Linked DNA regions of Mus musculus: region 1 is linked to region 2. Evidence: chromatin contacts called from public HiChIP or PLAC-seq data. All regions are on one chromosome and are shown on one strand. The core of a region is the stretch at or near the end of the contact, and the rest is flanking DNA. Distances in the headings are between cores, read along the strand shown.

The links. HiChIP or PLAC-seq counts read pairs in DNA pulled down with a chosen protein or histone mark.
Region 1: an H3K27ac HiChIP or PLAC-seq map of the HPC-7 cell line shows a contact between it and region 2, with 6 times the contacts expected there. The contact joins two enhancer-like sites. A contact is called at or near these places in 1 of 39 promoter capture datasets (the C10 cell line), 1 of 15 datasets of contacts at CTCF or cohesin (large pre-B cells), 1 of 115 datasets of contacts at active chromatin or transcription factors (the HPC-7 cell line) and 2 of 9 other capture datasets (adipose tissue and liver).

Annotation. Positions count from the first base shown.
Region 1 is chr1:171,182,592-171,188,351 of GRCm38.p6, forward strand. All of the region lies in intron 1 of Pcp4l1 (Purkinje cell protein 4-like 1), which reads right to left. Among named protein-coding and RNA genes, the nearest start is that of Pcp4l1, 11 kb to the right of the region's middle. Within about 2 kb of position 1,365, at least 85 of the 459 cell types and tissues checked have an H3K27ac peak or open chromatin away from gene starts, as enhancers often do. A contact at or near this core is called in the HPC-7 cell line and adipose tissue, where this site is marked.
Region 2 is chr1:170,895,773-170,901,875 of GRCm38.p6, forward strand. No RefSeq gene overlaps it. Among named protein-coding and RNA genes, the nearest start is that of Dusp12, 13 kb to the left of the region's middle. Within about 2 kb of position 1,354, at least 48 of the 459 cell types and tissues checked have an H3K27ac peak or open chromatin away from gene starts, as enhancers often do. A contact at or near this core is called in the HPC-7 cell line and adipose tissue, where this site is marked.

The DNA.
Region 1 (5,760 bases), core at 115-2,614, 290 kb after region 2:
CCTCCCTTTTGAAAAAAAAATTGACTCCTATACTAAATATCTCCCCAAGGGAGTTTTGTGATGTTTTTAATATGAAATGTTCCCTCTAGTGTTGGGTATTCAAATGCTTTAGCCCTGTGTGTGTTGGCTAGTTTTATGTCAACTTGACATAAAGGAGAGACCTTTTAAAAGGAGAAACATCAATTGAGAAAATGTCCTCAACAGATTAGCCTGTGGGCAACTCAGCAGTGTGGATTTTTCTTTTTAATCACTCAGTAGAAACACTAACACACTGTATTACTTTGGTTTTTTTTGTTGTTGCTGTGATGAGACACCGTGACCAAGGCAAGTTATCAAAGAAAGCATTTAACAGGGCTCATGGTTCCAGAGGGTGAGGGTTTATGATGGTTGAGTGAAGCCATGGCGCCAGGAACAGCTGAGGGCTCACATCTCAGACCAAATCACAAGCAGAAGGCAGACATTAGGAATGGCTAAGTTTTGAAACCTCAAAGCTGTCCCCAGTCACAAACCTCTTCGAAGCCACATTCCTAGTCCTTTCCAAACAGTTCCACCAACTCAGAACCAAGTATTCAAACACAAGAGCCTCTGGGGGATACTCTCATTCAACAGTCCCCAGCTGGTGGCACTGTATCGGGAGGCTCCAGAACTGTGGCCTTGTTGGGAGAAGCAGGCTGATTTTGAGACTTTAAAGACTTACACCATTTTCTCGTTTGCTCTCTTTACTTTGTGCTCCTGGTTCAGAGTGTGAGCCCTCAGCCTCTGCTCTCAGCATCCAGTTCCTAACACCTGCTGCCCCTTATCCCACCTCCCAACCCCCCTACCTCCCACCCCCCACCCCCACCCCCACCCCCCACCCGCTCTCATAGACTCTAATCTCCTGGAACCATAAACTCAAGTAAACTCTTTGTTCTGTAAGTTGCCTTGATCAAGGTGTTTTATCATAGCAATAGAAAAATAACTACTAAGCTGTTTCCTCAACGCTCCTTCTCATGTCAGCTGATCTGGAGCCAAATCCTTAGCAGGAATATGTGTCAGAGCTGAACCACACAGACTGCCATGTTCCTTCTGCCCTGCCAGCTTCCCTCTTTCCAGAGCCTGGCCTGACCCTGGAATAGAGCAGTGTCTGTGATCTGGCTCCCCAGGGGCTCCCAGCTCCATTTGGGTTATATTTATGAAGGATCATAACCCGAGATCAAGAGTTTCCACTGGTGAGGCCAGAAAGGAGTCCTGTAAGGTCCCCACTGCTCACAACACCCCTTGAAATCCCCCTCACGCCACCCGTGCAAACATGCTAGGAAGTCTTCTTCCTGCCCCTCCCCCTCCATCCTTTCTAGCCAGCTCTCAAAATAGCTACTTGTGGGCACTGCATTTCTAGATTTAGCTGTTTGTGACTTGTTGGGGGTAGGGACAATTGGACTAGCCTCTGTATGGTACTCAATGGCTCACCGGTCCCTGTCCTCTGCCTCAATGTTCTAGGTTGTTTTTGTAGAAAATCAATTTTAGCTGAACCATGATGGTCTGGTACATGTACTTGTGGGCTATCAGACTATCCATCCTTCAAGTTCACCCAATACTCTATAAAAACAAAAAAAACAGAACAAAAACAAAACACCCTTACAAACACTCCTATCTCCAAAGGAGCAACAGCAACTCAAACGCTCCATGCAACAGGTCCATGTTTCTCAGCCTCGTCTTGGCCCTCATTCTAGGCAGGTGTGGACCACAAAGCTCTTGGGTATTCTGCTGTTTTCAGGTCAGCTCTAACAGTGATAAAATGGTTCAGCAACACCTTCCTTCTCCTTACAGCCGTGGTTCTCGACCTTCCTAACGCTATGCCTTTGATACAGTAGTTCCTCGTGTTGTGGTGACCCAGCCATAAAGTTATTTCTGTTGCTATTGCATAACTATAATTGTGCTACTGTTATGAATCATAACGTAAATATCTGTTTCCTGATCATGTCATTCAGCTGCCCGCCTCAAGGGGTCACGAGTCACAGGTTGAGAACCACTTCCTTACAGGCTCCAGCTAGGAGAACTGATAGAAATCAAGGACTTGGTAATGTTACCTTGCCTTGTTATTTATAATAACATAGATAATATTATTGGTCTGTTACTTCTGTATGTGCTTTTGAAACCACTAAAATACTGACTTCTTCTAACAGCTCCATGAAACAGGTATTGCTATTCTCGTTTCCCAAACCAGGAACCGAGGTCAGCAGTGGTTAATTTTTTGGCCTGAGGTCATATGCTAATGTCACAAGGACAGGACTTGAAGCCAGAAAGACAGTCTAGCTTGAGAGTCCAGGCTTGGGCTGGAGAGATGGCTCAGTAGGCAAGAGCACTGGCTGCTCTTCCAGAGGAGTTCAATTCCCAGCAACCACATGGTGGCTCACAACCATCTGTAATGGTGTGTTTAAAGACAGCGTCAGTATACTCACATACATTAAATAAGTAAATAAGTAAATAAATAAGTAAATAAATAAATAAATCTTTAAGAAAGAGAGTCAGTCTAGGCTCTTGAATGTTACACTATGTAATATCTAGATCTTCAACTAAAGTGTTTGTGTGCTCACTCATAAACTTGAGGGGAGGGGTCTAATGAGATTGACCTGACTATAGAAGTTACCCCATACAGCAGAGCAGTCCCTAGATAGGAAGGAAGATCTTTGGAATCATGATTGAATCCCATACGACAGCCAAGCAGCTGAGTCCAAATTCTGCTTAATTTGGATTCTCAAGCGTCTCAATTCATAATCCAAAACACCTTCTTCAATATATACAGGAAACGATAGGGAGCTGGCCCCGCCCTCTCATTATGGAGCAAGCTTACATGCTACTCGAGGATTTACTTTATGCCAGACCCCACATCCCCACTCAGATTCCTGCTGGGCTTGTTGACCAGACCACCTTGATTTGGGGTTCGCTTCCGGGTGATTGTTCCTGACACACCAAACTGACCCCCAGGGACTATTCAGAGTCTTCACTCACACGCCCAGATCCTAGCCCTTCAGAGTCGGAGAATTCCGCGCACAAGCCCATCACACTCTTTTTCCAGAGCAAACGACTCCCTTGCCTACATCCGGAACTGCTCTTCCCGTCCTAGTGAGCTCGGAGCTGGGTTCAGCGCAGTGCCATTGCCCACACAGGACTAATTGTCTCCACTTCGCAGTACCAAACACTAATTAGCAACTGTGAAACCCATCACATCTCACTTTCCCTAGAGAGCCCCAACCTCTTCCCTTGCCTACCTTCTTGTATTCCTTTCCTCTGCTCCCTCCCCTGGGCCTGATGGATTCCAGTGTTCGCTCCATCACTTGGCAGTGGGTGCCAGTTCCTATGAGTATGCTCTTGTTTTCTCTGCAGCTCAAGGGTGTAAACTCTCCGCTCCCTCCGTGGGGAAAGTGGATGGCAAAGACCTGCTGGGTTAGGGCTTTCTTTCCCCCATTAGGCTTTAAGATGCAGGTGGGGCTGTGTTCTTTTTCCCTAGTATTTCCCTCCCAAAAGTTATCTGCCCTTTTTAGTTCCTCCAAATCAGAGCACAGGAAACCATCGCACGCTTGCCCATCTTTGCCTTCCCAGACAATTTAGCAACAGTCAGAGCAGATTGTAGGTGGCCTGAGCTCCCAGGCTCAGCCCCCTTCTCTCTTCTAGAAACCACACAATCCGTCCTTTTACTCTCTAGTATGACTCCTGACCCCATTTCTCTCTCTACCTGGCCCCCCTCTTCCCCTTTTGATGTAAATTCCTTTTCCAAGTGCCATTAGAGTGAAAAGAAGCAGACCTGGGGCCAAGGGCTGAGGAACAGGAATATTAAAAGAATAAAGAAGATCATTATGGGAAGAGAAATAAACCAGGCTCAGAAAGACAAATAGCAGGTTTTCTCTTCTATGCAGACTCTGGATGTGGGGGGTAGGGGTGCGGGCACAGGAGAGAGATGAAAATAGACAGGGGACCTTGACGGGGAGGAAGAGATATTAAAGAAGAGGAGAAAACGGTGGAATGCATGTGACTTAAAAGCAGAAGGGGAGACTTGGGCAGGAAGGGGCAGGGGGCAGGGGTGTCTTCTTTTCCAGAACGGGAACAACTGGACGGTCGGTCGGTCGGTCATTTGCAAAAGCAGACAAAAGAAGCTCACTTGAAACTACCCCTCGAACCCTACAGAAATCAACTGCAAACAGACTCAAAACCTAAACTTTGAAGATGTGGAGGCGGGGAGACTGAGGCAAACTTGAGGTTAACTCGGCCTGTAAGGGACTGCAGGCCTACCGCACGGCAAAGAAACCCTGTCTCAGGACAGCGGCTGCAGCGGCTACAATTAAGATTTTAGAATAAAGCACAGGGGAAACTTTTTGCAACCTTAAGATAGAAAAAAAAAAAAAAGTCCTTAGATGTAGCAAAAGCAAAACCCACAGAAAAGCATTATAAACCAAAGCTTCTCCTAAGAGAAGAGAGGCCGAGCTACAGGCAGAAAGAACTTGTGTTCCAGAGGTTTGTTTGTGTTTGGGGTTTTTTGTTTTTTTGTTTGTTTTTTAAGCACCGTCTTACACTGTGTAACTCCTGCTGACCTGGAAGTCACTATATGGCCCTCGTTTATACCAAACTCATGCAGTCCTCATTAACCTTGTGAGGGCCTGAGATTGCAGGCCTGAGTCATCATAGAATACGTTTTACAATAAATTTTTAAAAATTTACTGGAGCTAGAAAGATGACTCCGTGGCTCGGAGTCTGGCTGCTCTAGCAGGGAAGTTCTGTTCCCGGAGTCCACGCGTAGGCTCACAACCATCCGTAACTCCAGTTTCAGACTATGTAGCATCTTTTTCTGGCCTCCACAGACACCAGGCAAGCTGACGGTTCACACAAGCAAGCAAAACACTCATGCACACATGAAAATAAGTCTTTTTGTTGTTGTTGTTGTTTGTTTTTTTGAGACAGGGTTTCTCTGTGTAGCCTCGGCTGTCCTGGAACTTATGTAGACCAGGCTGGCCTCGAACTCAGAAATCCTGCCCCTGCCTCCCAAGTGCTGGGATTAAAGGCATGTGCCAACCACTGCCCGGTGAAAATAAGCCTTAAACATCAGAGAAAGTCAGGGGAGGCTGAAGAAATTGCTCAATGGTTAAGAGTCTTGGCATCAGCCAGATGTGGTTTTAATACCAGCGTTCAGGAGGCAGGGGCAGGAGTATCTCTGAGTTGGAGGCCAGCCTGATCTATAAGCCAGAACTACATAATAGAGAGACCTTCTCTTAAACAAAACAAAACAAGACCTGGGTAGTGGTGGTGCACACCTTTAACCCCAGCACTCAGGAGGCAGAAGGCAGATCTCTGTGAGTTCAAGGTCACCCTGGTCTACAAGGTCAGCCTGGTCTACAGATGGGAGTCCCAGGGGGGCAAGAACAAAAGCAAACAAAAGATAATTGTGTCCAATCGTGGTCCAGCATACGGCTCTCCGTCAAGATCATGGGTTCAAAGCCAACATGGGCTACATAATGAAACCTTAGTTTTAAAAAAGGAAATAAAACACAAAAAGATAAAAGAAAATCCAAATGCAAAAATAATTGTATGAGTCAGCCCGGTGTTGGCAAAGCACCTAAAGACAGTCCATGTAAGAGCAGCTTAGCTGATCCTTCCCCCTGGCCACAATCTTAGGTGCCCCAAAACTCAACTCACTCCCCCTGCCCCCTTCCGTTCCATCTTCTCTCCCTTTGCTGCTTTCCCCTTTAGTGGTGTTACCACAGCAACCATTGTCACCAGAAGAGGAAGACA
Region 2 (6,103 bases), core at 104-2,603:
GTTGTTGTATTGGGTTTTTGTTGTTGTTGTTGTTTTTGTTTTTGTTTTTTCGAGACAGAGTTTCTCTGTAGAGCCCTGGCTGTCTTGGAACTCGAACTCAGAAATCCGCCTGCCTCTGCCTCCCGAGTGCTGGGAGTAAAGGCGTGCGCCACCACGCCCAGCTTTGTTGTTGTTTTTAAGAACTTAAGGTTGGGTAGGTAGGGAGAGAGAGGGGAGCTAGAAGGATTTAGGGGAGGGGAAGAGTCTGATCAAAATAATTTAATTTTAAAAATGATTTTAAATAATAAAATATAAGAATAAATCAATCTTATTCCATACCATAAATAGGTAATTAAAAGATGTATTTGAAAATAACGTCCTAATAAGTGTCAGTATATGATGGGTATTCATAACCTGTTAAGCAATGGTATGCACATGGAATGGTGCAGAGCTGAACCACAGCTTCTCTTTTATCGAACTTTAACAATTACTCTTGTCCAATATTCTTTCATTAAAATGCTAGATAATGCCAGGTAGTGGCGGTGGCATGGCTGTTACCTCAAGCATTCAGGAGGCAGAGGCAGGAGGATCTCTTGAGTTCAAAGCCAGCCTGGTCTATGAAGTGAGTCCCAGGACAGCCAAGGCTACACAGAGAAACTCTGTCTTAGGAAACCAAAAAAGAAAAAAAACTGCTAAATAATCCCCACCCCCTCCAGAAAAAGAAAGAAAAAGAAAGGAAAGGAAAAAGAAAGAACGGAATTAACAACTTTCTGAGCTCAAGGAAAGAAATGCTGGTTTTTGGGTGGGATCTCACTTTCTGCCAGCTAAGGGCAGGGGAAGACACTCTTCTTAGAACTACACACACACACACACACACACACACACACACACAAACACACACACACACACTGTTTATCTGTTTATTGCATCATTGTTACACTATCAATCTTGATAATGCTTCTCTCTTCCTTCCTCTCCTCTCTGTCTCCTTTCCTTCATTTCTTTTGAGACAGAGCTGACCCTAGCTGTCTGGGAACTAACAGGCTGTGTTAAACTGTGATCCAACTGATCTCCAAGTCCTACTGCCTCAGTCTCCTCAGTGCTAGGGTCACAGGGATGGAAACATGACACCTGGCTGTTTGATAAGCACTAAACAGCAGTTTTGCTAAGAGATCAAGTCATTCAGTGTGAGGTGGCTTGAATATTTCGAAAGCACCATTTTATCCAATGTGGCTAATCATATAAGGACACGCATCACCCAACACTCTCACATTTTGGTTGCTTCATTTTCATCTTTAACAGTAAGTACTAACTTGTTGAAAATGCACCTCTCTGCCGAGCAATTAGCAAAGAAATTTCCCCTCTTTTGTCCCTTCACCTCTCCATCACAGACCAAAGTGAAGTTCCTCTTTCTATTTTCAGCAAATTGCCAATGGTGTACTGGTATCGAGTTCGGTACCAGTAAATGTCAAGTTCTGCTATTTTGTTCTGTTCTTTCTGTTTTCTTTTTCTTTTTCCCTTTTTGTTTGTTTTGTGGTTTGTTTTTTTTTTTTTTAACATAGCTTCTTCTCTAACCTCAGAACTCATTATGTAGCCTCTGCTGGCCTCAAACTTGTGACTTCCCAAGCGCTGGGAATCCAGGTATAAGCCACCATGTCTGCCTGCCATGTCCTTAGTGGGGCTTCTGATCTAGGACAGACAGGGGCTGGAGAGATGATGGCTCAGGAGTTCTCAGTGTTTACTGCTTTTCCATAGGACTGGAGTTCAGTTTACAGCAACCACATTGGGTGGCCGGTAACTGCCTGTCCTCCAACTTCACGGCATCTGACTCCCTCTTCTAACTTCTGCAGGCACCTACATATGTGTAGCATACACTAACATAGGCACATACACATAAGTAAAAATGAATCTTTTTTTTTAAAAAAAAGGAAGACCTAAGACAGTCATAAAGATACACATGAAATATACTCTAAAGATCCCAAATAAGAATGTTGAACCAAACCATAAATGGATGACGGTTCGATGCTTCTGTTATTTTGCCTGTGTTTGTGGGAAGACAGGCGGTGGCCGGAACTGGTGGGCTCAGATTCAGCATTGCCTGGAAAGAGTGTGGTTTGAAGCTGGTGGAAACCTCAGTCTGGGTCTTGGGCTGTCTGCCCTGCTATCTACCTCCATCACAGGGCTGTAATAAGATTTACCTCACCCATACGTGTCTTGTTAGTGAGAGAAAGAAATGCCAAGCTACACCAGACAGCAGGGTCTCCAGACCAGGAGTCACTGGGAGAAAGGACTTGGTAATGAAGCTGTTGAATAAGAAGAATCACAATGGCCAAGCAATCCAAATATTCAGTGGCCACGAGAATTAGGAATAAATAGATCTCCATCTATCCTGCTGCAGCCACACCCGAAGTCCACCTATTAACTCAAACTCGGATGGTATCAGGCCCCTGCAATCCCAGCATTAGGAAGCTGAACTGGAAGCTCAAGGTCAGACTTCACTATTACACATAGCAAGACATGTCTCTGAAACAATTTCTTTGGAGGTTTTGTTTTGTTTTGTTTTTCAGAAATGCATGTCAATCTCCCACCCTTGAAGTCTATTCATTGTCAATATTTTAGGAAACATTTGAGCTCCACAGAACCCCAGGGCCAGAAGTGACTGACCAGAGTTGAGCACCCCATTGTATAGAAACAACTTGGACGTTTGAACAGATCGTCCATCTCTGTCCACCACTACCCAGCATTTGCAAACTTAGCACAGGGTGTTGCTGTCCTTCTGAGAAGTATCGGGGCAGAAGCGGGTTAGCGAGCCTTAGGTCATTCTCTCTCTCGCTTCCTGTTTTAGCTCCAGAAGAGACTGGTAAACAGCATGAGATGATCGGGACTGGGGACACTGCAGATGTTTTCTGTTCCGTGTCTTGTTTTGCTGAATGCGGTTTACACGGCCACTCTCTCCTAGTCTTTTCCCAGGCAGACAGAACACAGGGGACTGGCCATGTTCCTTCCACCCCCCCCCCCGCCATGCGTCCTTCAGTTTGACTCTGTCATCTATTGCCATCTATTGCTTGAATGATTAAAGCGAAATCAGATAAGCCTTGTGTTCTTCAGTGTCCTTATCAAAAGTAAACCGACAAAACCCAACCAAACAAGGAAGCCAAGACTATCTGTGCCCATACCACCGGTCTCTGAGGATTTTAAATGATAAAACCCAGAAAGTCTGTCAACTATGGGTCCATCCTCTCTGTGGTTCCAAACCCTTTTATATGTCATTCTTCACAAACTGCTAAGAGAACGTCAAGCCTGGCACCAAATGTGTTCTTCTTTGTCCTCTGAGTGCATTGCACATCCACAGTAGCCAGGACAGAGAGCCAGCATACACACCGTCAGTAGGTGACGAACAAAGGTGAGGTAAGGACACACTGGAGTTGTACGCATGTCACTCTCAGGAAAGTGAATAGAAGTTGAGATCATTGTGTTAAGAAAAGAAGCTTGTCGCTGAAAGACAGAGATCACATATTTTCCTCATATACAGAATTTAGATGCAAATATATGCATATATGTATATGTGTAATAAACACATATACATATATGCATATATACACATATATACACACATATGTATACACACATATATATGACATGAGAGCACAGAGAGGTCTATGGGTGGGGTTGAAAGGGCCAAAGGGAGATGGGGGGGAACAAGAGAAGGCAGTGAGAAGAGAGAAATGTTCCATGTTTTCTCTCACATGCAGGGGGATGTGTATTCACTCATACATGCAGTTACGGTCTTTTTTTTGTTTTTGTTTTTGTTTTCGAGACAGGGTTTCTCTGTGTAGCCTTGGCTGTCCTGGAAATCACTTTGTAGACCAGGCTGGCCTCGAACTCAGAAATCCGCCTGCCTCTGTCTCCCGAGTGCTGGGATTAAAGGTGTGCACCACCACGCCCGGCTGCAGTTACAGTCTTTAGGACGTGGAGGTGGCAGTGGATCAGTGGAGGGTAGGTCTTGAAGGTTATACCCATCTCTGGTTCTGGCCTGAGTTCTGCTTCCTGGTCCAATTGCAAAGTGAGGATAGGACACTCAGTGCTGCCTCCCTGGCTCCTGCCACCCAGCACAGGCACAGCAGACTATATTCTCAGGAACCCTGAGTGACAACACCCTTGGTCCTGTGGGCTGTGGTGGTGCATGCCTGTAATGGCTTTGGAAACAAAGACAAATACATCTGTGTAAATCTGAAGCCAGCCTGGGCTATAGAGCAAGTCCTATACCATCCAGGATTACATAGTGAGACCCTGTCTCAGGAAATGAAAACTCTTCCTCTCTTAAGTTACTTCTGTCAGATATTTTGTCTCAGAAGTGAAAAAAGTATACATATGTGCATACATATATGTGTGCATATATGTGCATTTGTGTGTATAGTTACATATATGTATGCACACATCCATTATGGAAGCAGAAGAGGGACTGTTTAGAGAGAGTCACAGGGAGGGGAAAGATGTCAAGGGAGAATAGTGGTCTAGGAATATAAGCAAAGTGCAATGATAAACATGTATGAAAATATTATAATAAAATCGATTATTTGGTCCAGGCATGGTGGCACATGACTTTAGTCCCAGCACTCTAAAGGCAGAAGCAGGTAGATCTCTGAGAGTTTGAGGTCAGCCTGATCTACAAAGTGAGTTCCAGGACAGCCAGGGCTGTTACATAGAGAAACCATGTCTCAAACAAACAAGCCATTATTTTGTAGTCTAGTTGAACAGACTAGTTTTGTGTCAATTTGACACAGATGGAGTTATCACAGACAAAGGAGCTTCAGTTGAGGAAATGCCTCCATGAGATCCAACTGTAAGGCATTTTCTCAATTAGTGATCAAGGTGGAAAGGCCCCTTGTGGGTGGGACCAGCTCTGGGCTGGTAGTCTTGGTTCTATAAGAGAGCAGGCTGAGCAAGCCAGGGGAAGCAAGCCAGTAAAGAACATCCCTCCATGGCCTCTGCACCAGCTCCTGCTTCCTGACCTGCTTGAGTTCCAGGCCTGACTTCCTTGGTAATGAACAGCAGTATGGAAGTGTAAGCCGAATAAACCCTTTCCTCCCCAACTTGCTTCTTGGTCATGATGTTTGTGCAGGAATAGAAACCCTGACTAAGACACTAGTTGACTAAAGTATATAAATAAAGTATATAAAATATTATAGTAACAAGAACAAAAAGAACAGTGTCCACTAGGTGGCAGCATCAGCTTGCTAAGATTAATTTTGCCTTGACTTCCTGGTTTGGGGTTTCGTTAGGTTTTATTAATATTATTTTTATTTTTTTTTTTAAGTTTCTCTTGGCAGAGTAGAAGAATGTTTACACACTGGGTACCTCCACATATACAAAATTATTATTATATGTCCATCTGTTTTTGTATGCATTTATGTCTGTGTGCAGGTATGAGAAGCCCTGAAACTGGAGTTACAGACTGGTGTGGGCTGCTATGTGGGTGCCATGTGGGGGGGTCTTGTGGAAGACTCAGTGCTCTTAACGCTGAGCCATCTCTCCAGCCCCTCCCTGTGCTTTTCAACAGTTCTGTGCACAACGACGAAAGAGAATTATGTGCTACAAAATAGACCTATGGAAGCAGGTTGGTAGTTCACTAAGCAATTGTATCTAAAAGGCAAGATGTGGGGCGTGGTGGCGCACGCCTTTGATTCCAGCACTCGGGAGGCAGAGGCAGGCGGATTTCTGAGTTAGAGACCAGCCTCGTCTACAAAGTGAGTTCCAGGACGTCCAGCCAGGGGTATACAGAGAAACCCTGACTCGGAAAAAAAAAAAAAAAAAAAAAAAAAAAAAAAAGGCAAGATGTGGCTCAATGGTAATTAACCAATAAATTTCTTGTGAAACAGAGTCCCACTCAAATGTCTTTTATTTGGAAAGAAGAGACTTGCTAGTTTGAGATAAGTTCTTGCCATGTGACTTAGGATAGCTTTGGCTCTGTATCTAATTGTAGGACCTTGTGCAAATGGTTGAATGAGAATATCCCCCACATACCCAGCAGGTGGCGCTGTTACCGAGTTGATCCTTGTTGGAGAAAGGGCCTCACGGGAGGCAGGTTTTGAGCTCCGTAAAGATTCCCACCATCTCTATTTTA